Regions from separate parts of the Hordeum vulgare genome. Here region 2 is linked to region 1. The links are chromatin contacts, called in public Hi-C maps. All regions are on one chromosome and are shown on one strand. The core of a region is the stretch at or near the end of the contact, and the rest is flanking DNA. Distances in the headings are between cores, read along the strand shown. Region 1 holds the start of LOC123444349 (reticulon-like protein B1). Region 2 holds the start of LOC123444350 (polynucleotide 3'-phosphatase ZDP).

Region 1 (3,012 bases), core at 249-2,748:
GACCTTTCTTGTGATTCCTTGGTGCTGGACATGCATGACATCGTGATCGCACGCGCTCGACCAATGGCGGGGTACTGATATTGCTACTTGTGTGGCGATGATGGTCGTAGAAAGATGGGTAGGGTGATAGCTTGCCTTCACCGCCTACAATCTGACTTATTCCTAAGTGTGAAATCAGAGTTGCAGCGATGTCGGGTGACACAGTGTCAACGATGTCGCGTGATGGGCGGCTAGGGCTGTAATGATGCTAGGTGTGCTCCTCATGTTGCGAAGTCCGATTTTCCTGGTCATTGACATGTTGTAGTTGTTTATTTGACATATGCGAGCAAGATTTTCGTGCTTCGTTTGGTCTCAGAGTTATTGGTTCGTCGTCCGCAATAAAGTCGGAGTCACTTTTTGGGGAGTTTTCTGTTAATTAATCGGACAACTCTGTTCTTTTAATGAGTGGAGATCCTAAGGATTAGAGAACACATTTGCCAAACATCAAGTACCTGAAAATTTCGACGCATTAGTGTGTTCTGCTTTCACGATAGGCCAAAGACGGGGACAACACGGGGAGCGACAATGAGGAGCCCTGACCCCGATGAGGTTGAACCGTTAACGGGCAAAAGCCAACAGGAGCGAGTCCGACACTTGACTACACAGATGCGAGGATGCGGTTGTCGTCACCAGAGTTGTTGGAGATCGAATGGACTAAAGGGATGGTCGATGGCGATAGACAACACGGAAGGGGGGGGGGGGAGTCGAGCGAGGGGTGGTGCGGCAAGAACGTGCGTCACAACGCTTACTAGCTATGAAAGACACAGACAGTCGGTTAGAGCTAGGTCACACGGAGGAGGAGGAACCGTCAAGCACGGGGAAGGAAGAAGAAGAACACGTGGCAAGCCCGATCGTTGCCGTTGGACCCGAAAAAACGGATTGACGCTGAAAATTGTTTCAGGTACCTGACCGTATAGACGGTCCAAAAAAATATTCTCCATGAACAGTACTGTCCATGAATCAGCCTTTGCTGGACGAAAAATGCTTAGCCACCAAGTTATGTGCTCGTCCAAGTCGTTGCCCAAGAAGCTTCTCCCGAGACGACAAGACCACCGTGGGCGCCGACGGATGTCGGCCTCGCACCACGTGTCACAGTTCCGCCCAACGCATCCTCGCGATCTCCACCGGCCCTTCTCCCTCGTGGGTCCCGCAACGACGTGCCTGCGATGACGACGCCTACCCGTCCGCGTCTTCAAACTTAACCCCCTCTCCCGTCCACCCGCACACGCACCCTTCGTCCCGCTGCCACCTGGGCCCCGGCCTTAACTCGCCATTAAGCCAGAGGGTAGAGCTGGACCCAAGTCGAGCGCTGGGGCGCGTCGCGTACGGCGTGGACGAATCCTACCAGTTTCAAACCAAACCGCCCCTGCCCGCATCCTGGCCGTCCGCGCGCCGCCCGGACGGACGGCCCCGATCGCGTCGCGCGCCGTATAAAGCGTCGCCGCCAGGCTACGCGCACCCGGAGGTCTTTGCGTGACCGCGCAGCAAAGGGGAAAAAGAAAGGAAAGGAAAGGAGAGGAAAACTAACCGAGAAAAGCGTGGGAGGAGAAGAGAGGGGAGCATGGCGGAGCACAAGGAGGAGGAGCCGGTGGCGGAGTCCATGATGGACAAGATCTCCGACAAGTTCCACGGCGGCGGGGGCTCCTCGTCGTCGTCGTCGTCGGACTCGGACGACGACAAGAAGGGGTCGGCGGCGGGCGTCAAGGCCAAGATCTACCGCCTCTTCGGCCGCGAGCAGCCCGTCCACGCCGTCCTCGGCGGCGGCAAGCGTAAGCCCCCCCACGAGCTCCGTGTTCCAGATTCGGAAATTGATTATGGTTTGGTGCTTAGATCCGGTTCGATCTGATCGCGTTTCGTCTCGCTTGTCGAACTGTTGCTACTTCATTGCTTGGTACGGAGTCATAACTAGCTGTAGCTTTAGGATGGGAAGAAGCGATAGGACCCCCCCGGTTATGTGATTTCACAGCGCATCAGCCTGTTCTAAAGCTTGCTTGGAGGGTTTAGAGTTAGTTCTTACGCATTAAACTGAAGGTTTGCGTGCTTAATTCGAGTATGGCCATGGTTAAACGGCGGCGGCACAGTTTGTCGTCACTCTAAACCCCTAATATGCTGCTGACGATCTGGGGGCAGTGGAACAGATCTGGAATGCTTAATCGCCTAAATGTTTATTCGGGGTTTTTGGCCTGATGTGAATGCTTTATAAATTTATTCCATTCTGCTTGCAGCTGCTGATCTTGTTCTATGGAGGAACAAGAAGATCTCCGGAGGGGTGCTCGCTGGCGCTACGGCCATCTGGCTGCTGTTCGAGGTCATGGAGTACCATCTGCTCACCTTAGTGGGCCACTGCCTCATCCTCTCCCTGGCCACCCTGTTCCTCTGGTCCAATGTCTGCATTTTCATTCACAAGTGAGCTTCTCCTCACTTCTATCTAGATGGAAAAAATCGATTGAACTTATGCTAGTGCTAGACCAGCTGCTGTTGATTGTGATGCCTGCACACACCGTCCTTTACTAGCCATTTGAATTTGCTGATTGTTTAGCACTTCTCATATTCCTTTGTATTTATGATGATGTTTTAGGTCTCCCCCGAACATTCCTGAGGTGAAAATTCCGGAGGACTTGACTGTAAACATTGCCCTATCACTGCGGCATGAGATCAACCGGGGCCTGTTTACCTTGAGAGAGATTGGTCATGGTCGTGATCTGAAGAAATTCCTCATTGTATGTTGTTTACCTCTTCAATTTCGCAATGATTAATGGCTGGTGCTTTCTTGATCCTGCTCATGAACATGTGAATGTTCTTTGTATTCCCAGGTGATTGGAGGGCTCTGGGTTCTTTCTGTTCTTGGGAGCTGCTGCAACTTTTTGACATTGTCATATATAGGTAATGATCACTGGTGCTGGAAGCTTGTTTTCATCACTGTTCACTGAATACCAATGCAAGTTATTAATGGACATGTATCATTTTTGCGAG
Region 2 (3,012 bases), core at 152-2,651, 130 kb after region 1:
TGTGCGTGCGTGCGATCATAGGGGTGAGTGTATGCTCGTGTATGTGAGTGGCTTCGATTGTACTCTGCTAAAAAAATTCCCCATGTTGCCAAAAAGAATTATTTTGGGTCCAGGCTTTGCTTTAATCTTGACTCCACCATTGAAATAATGCAAATCGTGTGCATATTTGTTATAAAGGATGTCCAGTCGACCATTACGGTAAATATGGATTACGGGCGTTGAACGCACTACGATCCAAATCTTAAATACGACGAACGCCGAGCGGACGGCCGATCCAACCGTTCAGATGGGGGCGTTGGAGGGAGTTGCTCTTAGGCTGAGAGATCCCAACCTTATTTTCCGCTAGGATTAGAGATGGCTGGTGATTAGCATTGCTTATTATTATATTCTTGCTAAAGTTATATAGGTCCTGTTTGGATACTCTAACTTAGCTAGAGGTTAGAGTTAGTTTCTAGCTCATGACTAAGCCTAAAGTAACTCTAGTCAAAGAGGTGTTTGGATGACAAGGTTAGATTGACAATATATGTACTTGATGAAGAGAGAAAGGTGATTTTTTGAGTGGGCCTCATAAAAACTATGTCCAATTAACACCTCTTGGCTGATGGGATAAAGAGAAAATGATATTTAATGAACCCATAAGAATTAGCTCCAATTAGCATCTTTTAGATGGGATAGTTTTTTAATGAATTAGATGCAACTAGCTCAAATCCTCATGTTTAAATACTTTAGGGCTAGTTATCCCCAACTAGCTCAAACTAAGGGCTTGTTTGAGACTGCTTCAATTCATCAAAATAAGCTTCACTTCATCAAATTCACCTTGAAGGAGTTTCATATAGAAGCTATAGCACTATCAAGAGAATGTTTGGTTTCAATGTAGCTCCAGCTTCAAGAATAGAAAAATTGATGGAAAGAATGTATTTGATTGGTTGAGGGGAAAGAAAATGAAGGGGTATCCACTTACTAGTGACAGTGATGGGTAATTTTCCCCCAACTTCAGCTTCTAAGAGTTTTTTAGAACACCCTCTTAGGAGCTTCAGAAAAACTTTGAAGTTGTACCCGAGATTCTAGTTTTTTTTCACAACAGCATATCATGGAGCTATCCGTTTGACTTGTCTTTTCTGGAACATAGCTGAATTTTGAGAAACAGAGCAATCCCAAACAGGCTTTAACTCTAACCGGGCGACAGATGAATGGTACTGGCAGAAACCTAAAAGCTTGTTTGATTAATCCCTCCCACAAAGGAATTGAAGTGGATTGAAAGGGATTAATCCTCTCTTCAAACCCATTTAAATTTAGAGAAACCAAACAAGACCTAAACGAGCCCAAGTCTAGACCAGTCCACGATGCAGCCGCCCCGAAGCGGCCGAGCGTGACCCTTGACGCCTGTTCACCAACAGTCGAACAGGACGGCAGGCAGTCGGCAGCAACGGAGAACGCGCCCGCACCGGCCAACACCACCGCGGCTCGCCGCCCCACCTTCCTCTTTCTTCCCGCCCTCCCACCACGCCGTGATTCCAGCGCCGACCACCCACACTACACAAAACCCTAGCCAGTCCCCGCCCCCTCCTCCACTCCATCCCTTCCCCACCTCGCATGCTCGCGCCCCTCTTCCTCCGAAACCCCAGCCTCCTCTTCCTCCCCGCCATCCTTCGCATCGCCCGGGGAGCAATGTCGGCCTCGCCGGCCGCCCAGGCGACCGTCTCCGTCGAGTACGCCAAGTCCGGCCGCTCCTCCTGCAAGGGCTGCAGCGCCGCCATCGCCAAGGGCGCGCTCCGCCTCGGCGCCACCGCGCACGACCCGCGGGGCTACGACAGCACCAAGTGGTACCACGTCGCCTGCTTCCCCGCCTCCTCGCACCCGCTTGGCCCCGTCGAGGAGGTCGAGGGGTTCGACTCCATTAAGGTCTGGGGGACTTGCGTTTTTTTTTCTTTCTTTCTTTATTTCATTTTTTTCCGATCTGTTTGCTACTTTGCTTTGAGGCTAAACTTCGGGTATTTGGGGGTTGTGCAGGATGACGATCGCGAGGAGCTGCGAGAGCTTGAGAAGGTAACGCATTCCTCACATGTTGAAATGCCCGTTCTGTTTGTGGTGTTCCTGCCACTCTTGCGCTGAATATTTCTGCCTGCAATCTCGAGTAATGTTAGATCATTCTACATTATTCCAAATTTCTATCCAATAGGCAGCTTATTATAGAATTAATATTTTTTTGATGAGCAAATGAATAAGAGATTTGGCTTCTTCCCTCACAGAATGTAGTTTTGCTTCCTAAAATAAAAGTATGGACTGTTCCATGAAATTGAACATTCTACCATTTTCAGAATAATAAGAGAGACCAGACTGCAGTAAGTCCATTGGAAGTACCAAGTCCGAAGAAAGCAAAGGTTTCACCTAAAGCAGGGGTGGCTGAAGAAGGAAGTGTCTCTGTTGAATACGCCAAGTCCGCGCGATCCACCTGCAAGGGCTGCAATGCAAGCATCGCCAAGGGCGCTCTTCGCATTGGCGTCTCAGCCCATGACCCCCGTGGCTTTGACAGCACCAAGTGGTACCACGTCGCCTGCTTCCCCACCTCGTCGCATCCACTAGGCCCTGTTGAGAAGCTCAAGGGGTTCGACTCCATTAAGGTTTATGCTCTAGGAGGCTTCATTTCATTGTTATTTAGTTCTGTTGTGTATTTTCCTTTGGGGGCTAAACTGTTACTTTTGGCCTCCAGGATGACGATCGTGGGGAGTTACGGGAGCTAGAGAAGGTAACACATTCCCCACTTGTTGAAATGCCTATGCTGCTGTATGCTGAATATTTCTTAGTAGTATGAAATGCCATATTTTGCAATAGTTGTAAAAGTATATGTATGTCCATAAAATTTACCCATATGCCAGGCCGCAGTCGGTCCAGTGGAAATACCAAGTCCGAACAAAGGGAACGCCCATATATCTTCACCTGAAGTGGAGGTGGCTGAAAAGGCAAGTGTATTTTATGACATCCAATATTTATTGTGGATAACTTTGCGGGCTT

The links. Hi-C and Micro-C count contacts between places; a contact is called where the count stands out from the background.
Region 2: a contact with region 1 is called in a Hi-C map of seedling, with 3 times the contacts expected there. The contact joins the promoter of LOC123444350 here to the promoter of LOC123444349 in region 1. A contact is called at or near these places in 3 of 6 Hi-C or Micro-C datasets (leaf and seedling) and 1 of 1 datasets of contacts at active chromatin or transcription factors (embryo).

What each region holds. Positions count from the first base shown.
Region 1 is chr3H:476,103,331-476,106,342 of MorexV3_pseudomolecules_assembly, forward strand. LOC123444349 (reticulon-like protein B1) reads left to right here and starts at 1,499. Exons shown (of 5, transcript XM_045121037.1): 1 at 1,499-1,808; 2 at 2,265-2,445; 3 at 2,618-2,759; 4 at 2,853-2,922. The coding sequence starts at 1,601.
Region 2 is chr3H:476,237,145-476,240,156 of MorexV3_pseudomolecules_assembly, forward strand. It overlaps LOC123444350 (polynucleotide 3'-phosphatase ZDP), which reads left to right and starts at 1,402. Exons shown (of 13, transcript XM_045121039.1): 1 at 1,402-1,902; 2 at 2,011-2,046; 3 at 2,319-2,621; 4 at 2,711-2,746; 5 at 2,877-2,960. The coding sequence starts at 1,594.